Regions from separate parts of the Mus musculus genome. Here region 1 is linked to region 2. A link is a contact called in public promoter capture Hi-C data. All regions are on one chromosome and are shown on one strand. Each heading gives the region's core, a stretch centred on a gene start, on an enhancer-like site or on the middle of the called end of the contact. The rest is flanking DNA. Distances are from core to core; before and after follow the strand shown. Region 1 holds the start of Nap1l5 (nucleosome assembly protein 1-like 5). Region 2 holds the start of Herc3 (hect domain and RLD 3).

Region 1 (4,878 bases), core at 493-2,992, 76 kb before region 2:
CAGAGCTTACACTGACCCATTTGTTTATAGAAATACTTCCCAAATGCTAGGCTTTACTAACAGCCTAGTCTAAGTTTTAGGATCTTGTGAGTAAAAAAGTAAAAGTCCTAAAAGGTTCAGCAAAGTAGCTCAGCAAATAAACCATTTGCTCCTAAGCCTGAAGACCTAAGTGAGATTCCCAGAAGCACGTAGTCGGAATGATAGAACCAACAGATACTCATACTGCTGAATGTGCAACCACTCCATCGATAAATAAAGACAAAAATGTAATGAAAAAAAGAACAAGGCAGGAGGGGGGAGTAAAACAAACTAAAGGACTCAGAAGTACGTTAAAAAGGTATTTTGTATATTTCACTTTCTTTCATCAGAGGGACAAAAGTATTTGTTTTTAATACAGTAATTTTACTTTAAAAATATTCAGTGCTTACTCCATGTCAGCACTAAATGGTTTACATACAATTAAGTTAATACACGTAAGAAGTAAAAGAGAGAAATTTCTTATGAAATTCATATGCATAAAACTCTGGCAAGACCCACCACAGAGAAAGACAGATCTAAATAGGTAATGAATGTATCCTCTAGGAACCACTTAAAAGTTGTGCCCTGCTCTTTATTCTAGAAGCTCTAAGGAGGCAGGAAGGACCTGGAGTTCACATAGTTTAAAGCTAGACTGGACCAGCTAAATAAATAAATAAATAGATAGATAAACAAAACAAATAACTCTCTAATTCTGGCTTATATGGGGAAAAAAATAAAAGATCACTTCATTATTAGAAAACAAGACTTTGATGTTTATGGTCTTTTCCAAAGCTCTCACATACAAATTACAAGCAGATTCAAACAACAGATGGTTAACTGTGAAGTGTTTGGTGACAAATGACTGTAGAAGCATCTGTGGGTCCCTAAGGAAGTGTAGGATCAAACACGCATTTCAAGATGTATTAAAATGACCTCTTTTCCCCAGCCTTTATGGGCATGTTTAATCTGCTAACTGGAAGCAGTGTGCCTCCACCCAAAAACTGAATTGGGCCCTACACATCTATACATGACAGCATCTTTTCACAATGTCACACGGTTGGACACTTCTAGGGCTTTGCATTTCTTCTGTTCACCCTCACTTTATTTCTTTTCAGAGGCAATTGTGTGAAACCTACTAGAATGCTCACAGCGCAGAAATTTGCCACACAAACACTTACAGAATCAATGCCAAGGTCCCTCCCGGAACAATTTGCCACGAGGATATAGGTTTAACAGAGATGTCTAACTGTGCTCTAAGAGCCAAAGATGGTCTGCGCAGATACAGGCACGCACTGTGGGTCTGCAAAGGTGAAGGAAAATGGTTCTCCTGCATTTCTGTTCTCTGAAAGTGAATTTAAGACGCAGTCAGGCTTGGAAATGTACCCATAACCAAGGCTTACCAACATTAGCTATGGCGCACTTTCAACAAAGATTGTCAGGTGCATTGCGGATTTGGAGAACTAAGATGGGAGGGGGAGCACACAGTAAACAGATTGGGGGGGGGGGGTGTATAAACAGGTATGGAAAAATACAGTCTCAGCCTCGAGCTGGTTCCAGCCAGTTCTGCAGGGGTGGGGGCGGATGCTGAGGGCTGGGTGTCTAAGTGGCAGGTTTTAGAGACCTCGGAGATAGCAGCATAGCAACAATTTGGTGCAGTGTGTGCGCACAACCATCAGCTGATAGTGAGCAGCCATTCACTTGCCGCGAGCCGCGAAGCGGCCGCGCGGACGTCACCACAGCCGTCAGCGTTTGCCGCATCTTCAGACGCACTCTGGACCAGCCGCAATCACAGCTGCAGGACCTCTCTGGACCAGCTCTATTGCAGACTGCGCAACCACCAGACCACTGCGGCAAACAAGCCCAGCTGAGCCGAGCAGTAGCCATGGCCGACCCCGAGAAGCAGGGACCCGCTGAGAGCCGCGCCGAGGACGAGGTAATGGAAGGCGCCCAGGGTGGCGAAGATGCCGCGACCGGTGACAGTGCCGCTGCTCCCGCGGCCGAGGAGCCCCAGGCCCCCGCGGAGAACGCGCCCAAGCCCAAAAAAGACTTTATGGAGAGCTTGCCCAATTCCGTGAAATGCCGGGTTCTGGCGCTCAAAAAGCTGCAGAAGCGCTGCGATAAGATCGAGGCCAAGTTTGACAAGGAATTCCAGGCTCTGGAGAAGAAGTACAACGATATCTACAAGCCCCTGCTCGCCAAGATCCAGGAGCTCACCGGAGAGATGGAGGGCTGCGCGTGGACCCTGGAGGGAGAGGATGATGAAGATGACGAGGAAGAGGACGACGAGGAGGAGGAGGAGGAAGAAGAGGCTGCAGCTGGCGCAACTGGGGGTCCCAACTTCGCCAAGAAGTGAGCACAGCAAGCTGACAGGTGATAAATCCCCTGCCCCTTTTATTTCCAATGTCGGCAGACTTTAAAAGGCTCAGGATTTGCCCAAAATAAAATGTGAATCTATTCTGACATTCCTAAAATTAAATTGAATCAAGTAGATTCTGGCTAGCCCGTTTCTAATCTGACTTTTATTTGTGTAAAACAGATGCTAAAAGACGTTTTTTAGAAAAAAAAAAAAGCCTAATTAAACTTTTTTTTTTCTCCCTGCTCTTCTGTGAGAACTGGACTTGAGACTGTTGAAAGGTTGTCAGTTAGATGGGAATTAAAAGTGCGTCACACGTTGAAATCCATTCATCACACTACACCAGAACATCCAAGCTAAGACAGAACTCTTCTCAATGCTTAATTCTTCAGTTTCTTTACATTTTCCAGCGCAGAGGAAAAGGAACCCAGGAACGACGTCATCTTTAAGACTTTTGCTTTTGCAAACCCAGACATCAGCTTTACACTCCAGAGGAGCCTTGGCATGGAGCAAGCCTGGACTGACAGCATTTACTGATTATGTGGCTAGGAAAACTGCCATTTCAAGTTGTGAAAAAATGTTTTAAATATTTGCATTTACAGAAAGAACATGGTTTCAAAAATGAGGGTGTATTCCATGTATAATATTGTCAACACGTGTTCATCTGTTATGGTCCCGTGTTACCTGTTTTCTTGGTAGTGTTTGTTTACAAAATCGTAAAAAATTACCCCAAATGTTTTAAAGTGTTAAATTACCTTATAGCATTTTAGAAATATAATTTACTTGAAGAGATGTAGAATGTAGCAATTCTGTAAAGCATGTGTATCCAGTGTTGCCTAGTTTGACCTTTGTGAAGTCTTTTTGTCTTGTAGCTTTTAGCAAGTAGCTGTGAAAACCATCAGAACTCCTCAATGAAGCTAATGTTTGGAAAAAGTATATACTTGAAGAACAAACCCAAGTGTGTACCCCCAACCCCAGCTCAGAAATAGAAAGGGTTTAAGTTTGCTTGTATTAGCTGTGCCTTCATTATTTTGCTATGTAAATGTGACTTAATAAATGGTGCAAAATTAAATTTTATTGCTTGAGGACAGACGGGCATAAAGGAAGGGAAAAGACATTTAATGTAAAGGCCTCTAGCTTCTTTGTGGGTTTTGAGTTGTCTGTGAACCAATGTTCTGTAAAGAAACACAAACTTAAAGTTGTTTACCACTGTGGTGTTAACAAAACAGTATTTTCAAAAATAAAAAAATCCTTGTTATTCTGACTACCTGTACTGTCATCTATAAAAGTGGGTGGGAACAATCCCTTCCTCGCAGTTATTATGAAGAGAAAGTGAGTAACTACGCTTACAGCCCACACAGCAGCGTCTGACACCTAGGAATAATTTCCAGCTATTATTGTTTTAATAAAGACAAAAGACCCAGATAGAAAATTCAACTCCCTCCCCTGCTACACAACAGAAAATGGTAGCATTATTAATTTCTAACTTGGTGATTCCTTGTTATCAGAAAAGAATATGGCTTGTAATTTAGAAATATAGGACATTCAAAAACTATCTTGTTTTAGTTTCCTCCATATAAAGCCAAGTTTTAATTTCCTCTTAGACAAGGTAAGATTTTAATGTGACAATATGAATGCACACACACACATGCACAAACAAACCAAAAAATAATCAGACGCCATTCTTTTCCATTTGCTGCAAGGGTTAATCACACTGCAGCAAAATCTGATGACGTTGGGGAAGGGGGGCAGTGCTAACCTGTTGCTAATGACAACAGATGGCTCTGAACAACACTAAGGTAGTGGTAATCTTCCTTGCGGCAAGACCAATACAACTGAAGGTGTATATTTTATATATATATCATCATAATCACTATTTTAATAAGAAAATGAAAATTAACATTCACTAATCTTCAGAAATAGAGGGACTATCATTTAATATTTCTCTAGGTCTAATAAGAATTAAAAAATAACTAAGTATAAATATAAGGTCTAAATACTTGGAAATTTATTTTATAGGTATATGATTATTAAATATAGCAAACCCAAAAGAATAAACTTGAAAACAATTAGATACAAATTTGATGAATTGATTGGCTGTCAAATATATAAAATCAACAGTCAAGGCATTAATATATAAAAGAAAGATTTGTTTTATACTAGAAATTCTATATACATACATAAACATAAACTAGCCTATAATAAAAATGTGTATAATGTATACAAAAATATGGGATTTCACAAAAAAATCCCTGATTTATAAGACTATCACAAAACATAAATTCTTCCAAAATTGATTGATTATTTATCACAATTCAATTCAAAGCCCTCGTGGAATCTGGAATTTAATACAACTTCTATATTGTTCATCCATAAGAATAGCTAAGACAACTTTCAATAATTCAGAAACAAGTTAGAGTTTGACTCAAGGAAACATTTTTAATGAAGAAAATACATAAAATATTTATCAATTGTTAGATACAAAAAGGTTGAGATTGGAACACATA
Region 2 (4,800 bases), core at 1,876-4,375:
GTAAATAAGGAGCTGAAATAGAACCTTCCGAAGTCAAAAGGCAGAATTCAAACTTCCTCTCCTAGTCTACAAGCCATACTCTTAAGCACGACACTGAACCGTGTTTCAAACAAAAGCAAACCAAATCACAAAAACCACACTCTCTCTAAATTTCGTAAATATGAGTTTAAAGACAAAGTTGCATATGATCAAAATCCATTATAAACATAAAAATGTGATAATAAAACTATTACTATATGTAATTAACATATGTTAATAGAACCCTTTTAAAGGAAAGTGTAAAAAGACAAGCTGTAGGCAATAAGAGAGCGCATATTCGCTAAATCATTGGCAATTATACAACCAGAACTTAAGGCAGCCAGAGGGAGAGGGCGAGCAAGCAAGTCTCAATAGAGTTAACCAGACTGTCCTCTACAACCTTGACTAATGATAAAACCAGCTCACCTACACAGAGACTCACACCCTTAGAACCAGCATGTGTCATTTCTGAATGTTTTACATGTTTAAGAGCACAGTATTGTCAAAGGGGCCATCTTACTGAAACAGGTTTGCAAATCCATCAGAAATGGCAGCTGAGTGCTTCAGGACCAAGTAACTATGGTTAAGTGGCTACAGAGAAAGACGGCACTTAAGAGGGTGAAGTCAGGAGCATCAGTTCAAGGTGGTCACCAGTTACACACGGAGTTCAAGGCCGGCCTCGGCTACATAAATATAATATATCCAGTTCTTAGAATGAAGGAGGAAGGGGAAAGAATAGGAGGAAGGAGAAGCTGTTGAAGCAGAGCCCAGAAATTAGGTCCCCTGCTTTTTGGACTCACCTTTTTCTCTGCACTGCCTCAAAGCAAAGGGAAAGCATGAAGATATGTTGCTGTCCCTCACCATGCAGCTATATCCCTCTGGGCTTTTAACTTTGTTTAATCCTCTTATCAGATCTGAGCATTAGATATTATCACCATTTACAAGACCCGGGGGTGGAGGGTAAGGGTGGGGGGAACTAAGACTCAGAGGCCTTACGTTAACTCACCCCTCACCATACACTAAGGCATTTGGACTGTCCCACCTCTGCTTCGGGATCTACATGTTAAAAGAAATGACTTCCGAACAGGACTCTGCTAAGTGCTTAAAAATACATAAGCCTAGAATGATTGTGCACACCTGTAATCCCAGGGCTAATAAGGCTGGAGCAGGAGGATTACTGAGAGTTCAACATACGCTTGGGCTATCCTAACTTAGAGGCCAGTCTATACCATATAGCATGACTCCACCCCAAAAAGAAAAAGGGGAAGAAAGGCCTGAGTAAACTTCTGAAAGGAAGAATGTGTTTAGCCATTCAAGATGGAACGTTCTTCAGTGTATATCAGGATAAGGGTTTGGTTAAGATAACCTCAGTCCAACCTTGATCAAGTTAGTCACCTTTACTGTGACTAAAGTCATAGAGAGAACCTTATAAAATTCTTGCCACTTAATAGGGGTAGTAAATTTTCACTACCTTCAAATCTCTTATATAGATAGATTGAACAGAAATTATTGAAAAAAAAAATAATTCAATTTTGCTGTTCACTTCTCTAGGTATCTTTCACAGCTAGCTAGCTAGCTACCTGACCGCAACTGCTACTTTCGTTTCTCCCTGTTACCATATCCTCTAAGTGCAACACAAGAAGTCACAGACAGGCACCTCCAGTCACCCAAATAAAGCAAAGGGGAGCATTAAGATGTGATAAGATCACCCACGGAGCAGCTATGTTAGTATGAGCCATTATATAGTCTGTGGTCCTGAATGAGTTTCAGACATCATTTCTACCTTCGTAAGAGAATCCCTTTCAATTAGGAAACTATCACTTTTATTTCTGAAACTGGTGCAAGGTTGTTTGTCTCCAGCTGGGGCGCTCCTTTCATTACTTACACAGACGGTTTTAAGTGGTTATACAGATCTTAAGAGATTCAAGTTTGTCCCGCAACATGAAATGCAATACCCAATGACTTCTACAACACAGTTTAGAACATTTTTGGACTCCTGGTTCTTTTTTTAACACAATGAAACCCCACTACTTACTGAACAAGTCCAACTGGCTAACAGTGAACCATGCTTCTATTTTTCACGACAAAGGAGTTTTGCATCTAATTTGATTCCTGCAGTTTAACTTCTCAGATGGGGTCAAAACTGGAGTAAGCCACCGATTTTGTTTTTCTGATTTATATCCGTGGAAAGGAATAAAAAAAAGAAGAAGAGACACTGTCATTTGCCTCTGAAAGTACCACATCGCTCTGGCTGCATTTTAAAATGCTAATCCTTTTTACTTCTCTTTCCTGTCTTTCCAATCTAAAGCTAAAAATCAGTTCACTTTATCAAATTATCAAATGAAAGGTTCTAGAAATAGCTTCCTATTTGTGGAAAGAGACAGAAGGCACATAAAAAATGGAAGATATCACTTGAATCGTCCTCCCCCAAAGCACCCCGGATGAGACAAATCCCAGTAAAACCTTCGACGCCTTAGGTAAAATTTAAGGCACTTCCTAGTGGGGCAGGTGTGAACTCTAAAAGAAAACAGCCAGGAACAGCAAAGTTCAAGCATTCCTCCCCTGGGGCCCCGAGCTGCACACGCTCCCGGCAGCAGCACGAGCGAGTCTCCCCAGGTCCAGCCCTTCAGTCCACACACCTGCTCCAGGGTCCAGCCGTCGGCTCGGCCGCAGCGGCGTCTGCACCAGACACCAGGTCCCCGAGCCCCGCCCGCCAGCTGGGTGGGAGGAGCCCGCGGCCAGCCGCAACGCGAATTCCCCTGCCGCGGCGCCGCGATGCTCTTCACGCAGGGAGGTCACCCGCCGCCCGCGGCTAAGCGGCTAAGCAGAGCCGGGAGGCGCCTCGGCGACAGGGAGCTGCGGACAGCCCAGCCCCCTCCTCCGCGGGTGCGGCGGGCTCGGTGCCCTGAGATCCCCGCCCCGCCCGCACCTGCACCCGGGTCCGCAGCGCCGACCCCGCGGTCGCAGCCCTCAGGCAGCTCGGGCCTCCCCGGCCTTCAGCGTCACAGTAATAATGAAGTTTCCCCCGCACTCCCGCGGGCGCAGAATGAGCTGGGAGACCGACTTCCCGCCTGGCCAATGGTGGCGGCGGCAGCGGGGCGGGGCGCGGCGGGTGCGGAGAAGGCGGGGCGACGTCGGGGCGGGAGGGGCCGGGGAGGTGACCGGGAGGGGGCGGGGAGGTAGCGGGACTCCCGGCGGGGAAAGAAACCTGGAGGGGGCGGGACCTAGGGCGAGGGAGGTGACAGGGAGGCGGTGGGATCGGCGGCTGGGAGGTGACTGGAGGTTGAGGGACCCACAACCAGGTGTGGTAGACAGATGGCAAGACCCTGGACCCAAAATGGGAGAATGCAGGAGTAACCTTTGCTGGAATAAAATTGCTTTTCGCCAGCGAGGATGCAAAGGAGCGATGCCCAATGGTGTGGGGGTTTTGGTCGATTGGGTTTGTTGCTTGCTTGCTTGGTTGCTTGGTTGGTTCCTTTTGGTTCTGAATTCAGGTTCTTATTATTCATGCAGAGGTGAGAGGGGGAACTGGGACTGGCATGGTGAGCTGTAAGGTGGCTGCCAGAGCAGAGGGTAGTTCCAAATCCCTGTCACTCAGGGGCCAAGAACTGCGGGCCCGCAGTGGTGCAGAGTCAGGCTTGACTAGAGAGGAGAGCACACTGAAGAAAACAGAAAGTGTGAGAATCACCAATTCTAAAACCATAAAGCCCCACCTTTGGTCTAAAACTCCCGTGGGGGACGGGGGTCTGGGGGTGGGGAAGAGTGGATAGAAGTTTCAGCTCCACTTTCCCAGGCCTGTAAGAGGATATTCAAGCTTTCTTCTTCTCCCAAGGCCAAAAATGCTCTCAGCTACGGCTCCTCTCATCTTCAAATAATCTTCAAGAAAACTATATGGTAACAGTAAACTGATGTATCTGCCTGCCTTGAATTTGAAACGCTGAACATGGGGGCTTTAACCCAAAAGAATGTACAAAATTCTCCAAAAACTAGTTTAAGGTGAAGGCATGAGCCCATATCAGCATATACAATCCTGAGAATATGTACAAACAAGCACCTCTTAAAGGGACTCCTCAGTACATCCTGACTTATCCATATGTAACAATAACAAAAGAGACCATTCATTTGAAGGGGAGCACATGAGAGATGCTTAAGGAGTGGTAGTGCTATATTTTTATTTTAATTAAATTTTAAAAGGAAAATGACTCTAAGTAGAAGAAATTTCATAATCTGACATATCCAGAATAATTCAGATCTCATCAGGTCTTCAGGCTTTGAAAACCTAACATATTAACCAATAGAAAAGAAATCTCAAGGACTGATAGATTCTGAGGATAGGGCAGGAGACTGGTATATCCTGAGAAATACAACAGTGCCCTGATATGTCCTCAGGGTAAGGCAGTGCCCTGATGTATCCCAAGGAATAAGACAGTGCCCTGATGTATCTTGAGGCTTATGGCAGTGCCTCAATGTATCATAAGGATATGGCACTGTCCTGGTGTATCCTGAGGAATAAGGCAGTGCCCTGATGAATATTCTGAGGATATGGCAGTGCCCTGATGAATATCCTGAGGATGTGGCAGTGCCCCAATGTATCCTGAGGAATAAGGAAGTGCCCTGATGTATACTGAGGATATGGCAGTGCCCTGATGTATCCTGAGGATATGGCAGTGCCCTGATGTACATCCTGAGGATATGGCAGAGATGTTGGCATCATGGGGATCTTCAGTGATAACTGAAACACCTCTGAAACCAAGAAGATGAGGAAGTAGAATCTCTGTTTTG

The links. Capture Hi-C pulls out chosen DNA fragments and counts their contacts.
Region 1: a promoter capture Hi-C map of pancreatic islet shows a contact between it and region 2. The contact joins the promoter of Nap1l5 here to the promoter of Herc3 in region 2. A contact is called at or near these places in 1 of 39 promoter capture datasets (macrophages), 1 of 15 datasets of contacts at CTCF or cohesin (CD8 T cells), 11 of 484 Hi-C or Micro-C datasets (centroblasts, centrocytes, cerebral cortex and 7 more), 3 of 115 datasets of contacts at active chromatin or transcription factors (CD8 T cells, embryonic stem cells and pancreatic cancer cells) and 3 of 9 other capture datasets (adipose tissue, liver and pancreatic islet).

The regions. Positions count from the first base shown.
Region 1 is chr6:58,903,990-58,908,867 of GRCm38.p6, reverse strand. It overlaps Nap1l5 (nucleosome assembly protein 1-like 5), which reads left to right and starts at 1,742. Exons shown (of 1, transcript NM_021432.2): 1 at 1,742-3,635. The coding sequence starts at 1,901. The coding sequence ends at 2,371. The region is part of intron 23 of Herc3 (hect domain and RLD 3); the gene reads right to left.
Region 2 is chr6:58,829,790-58,834,589 of GRCm38.p6, reverse strand. It overlaps Herc3 (hect domain and RLD 3), which reads right to left and starts at 3,125. Exons shown (of 26, transcript NM_001361966.1): 1 at 2,658-3,125; 2 at 2,054-2,188.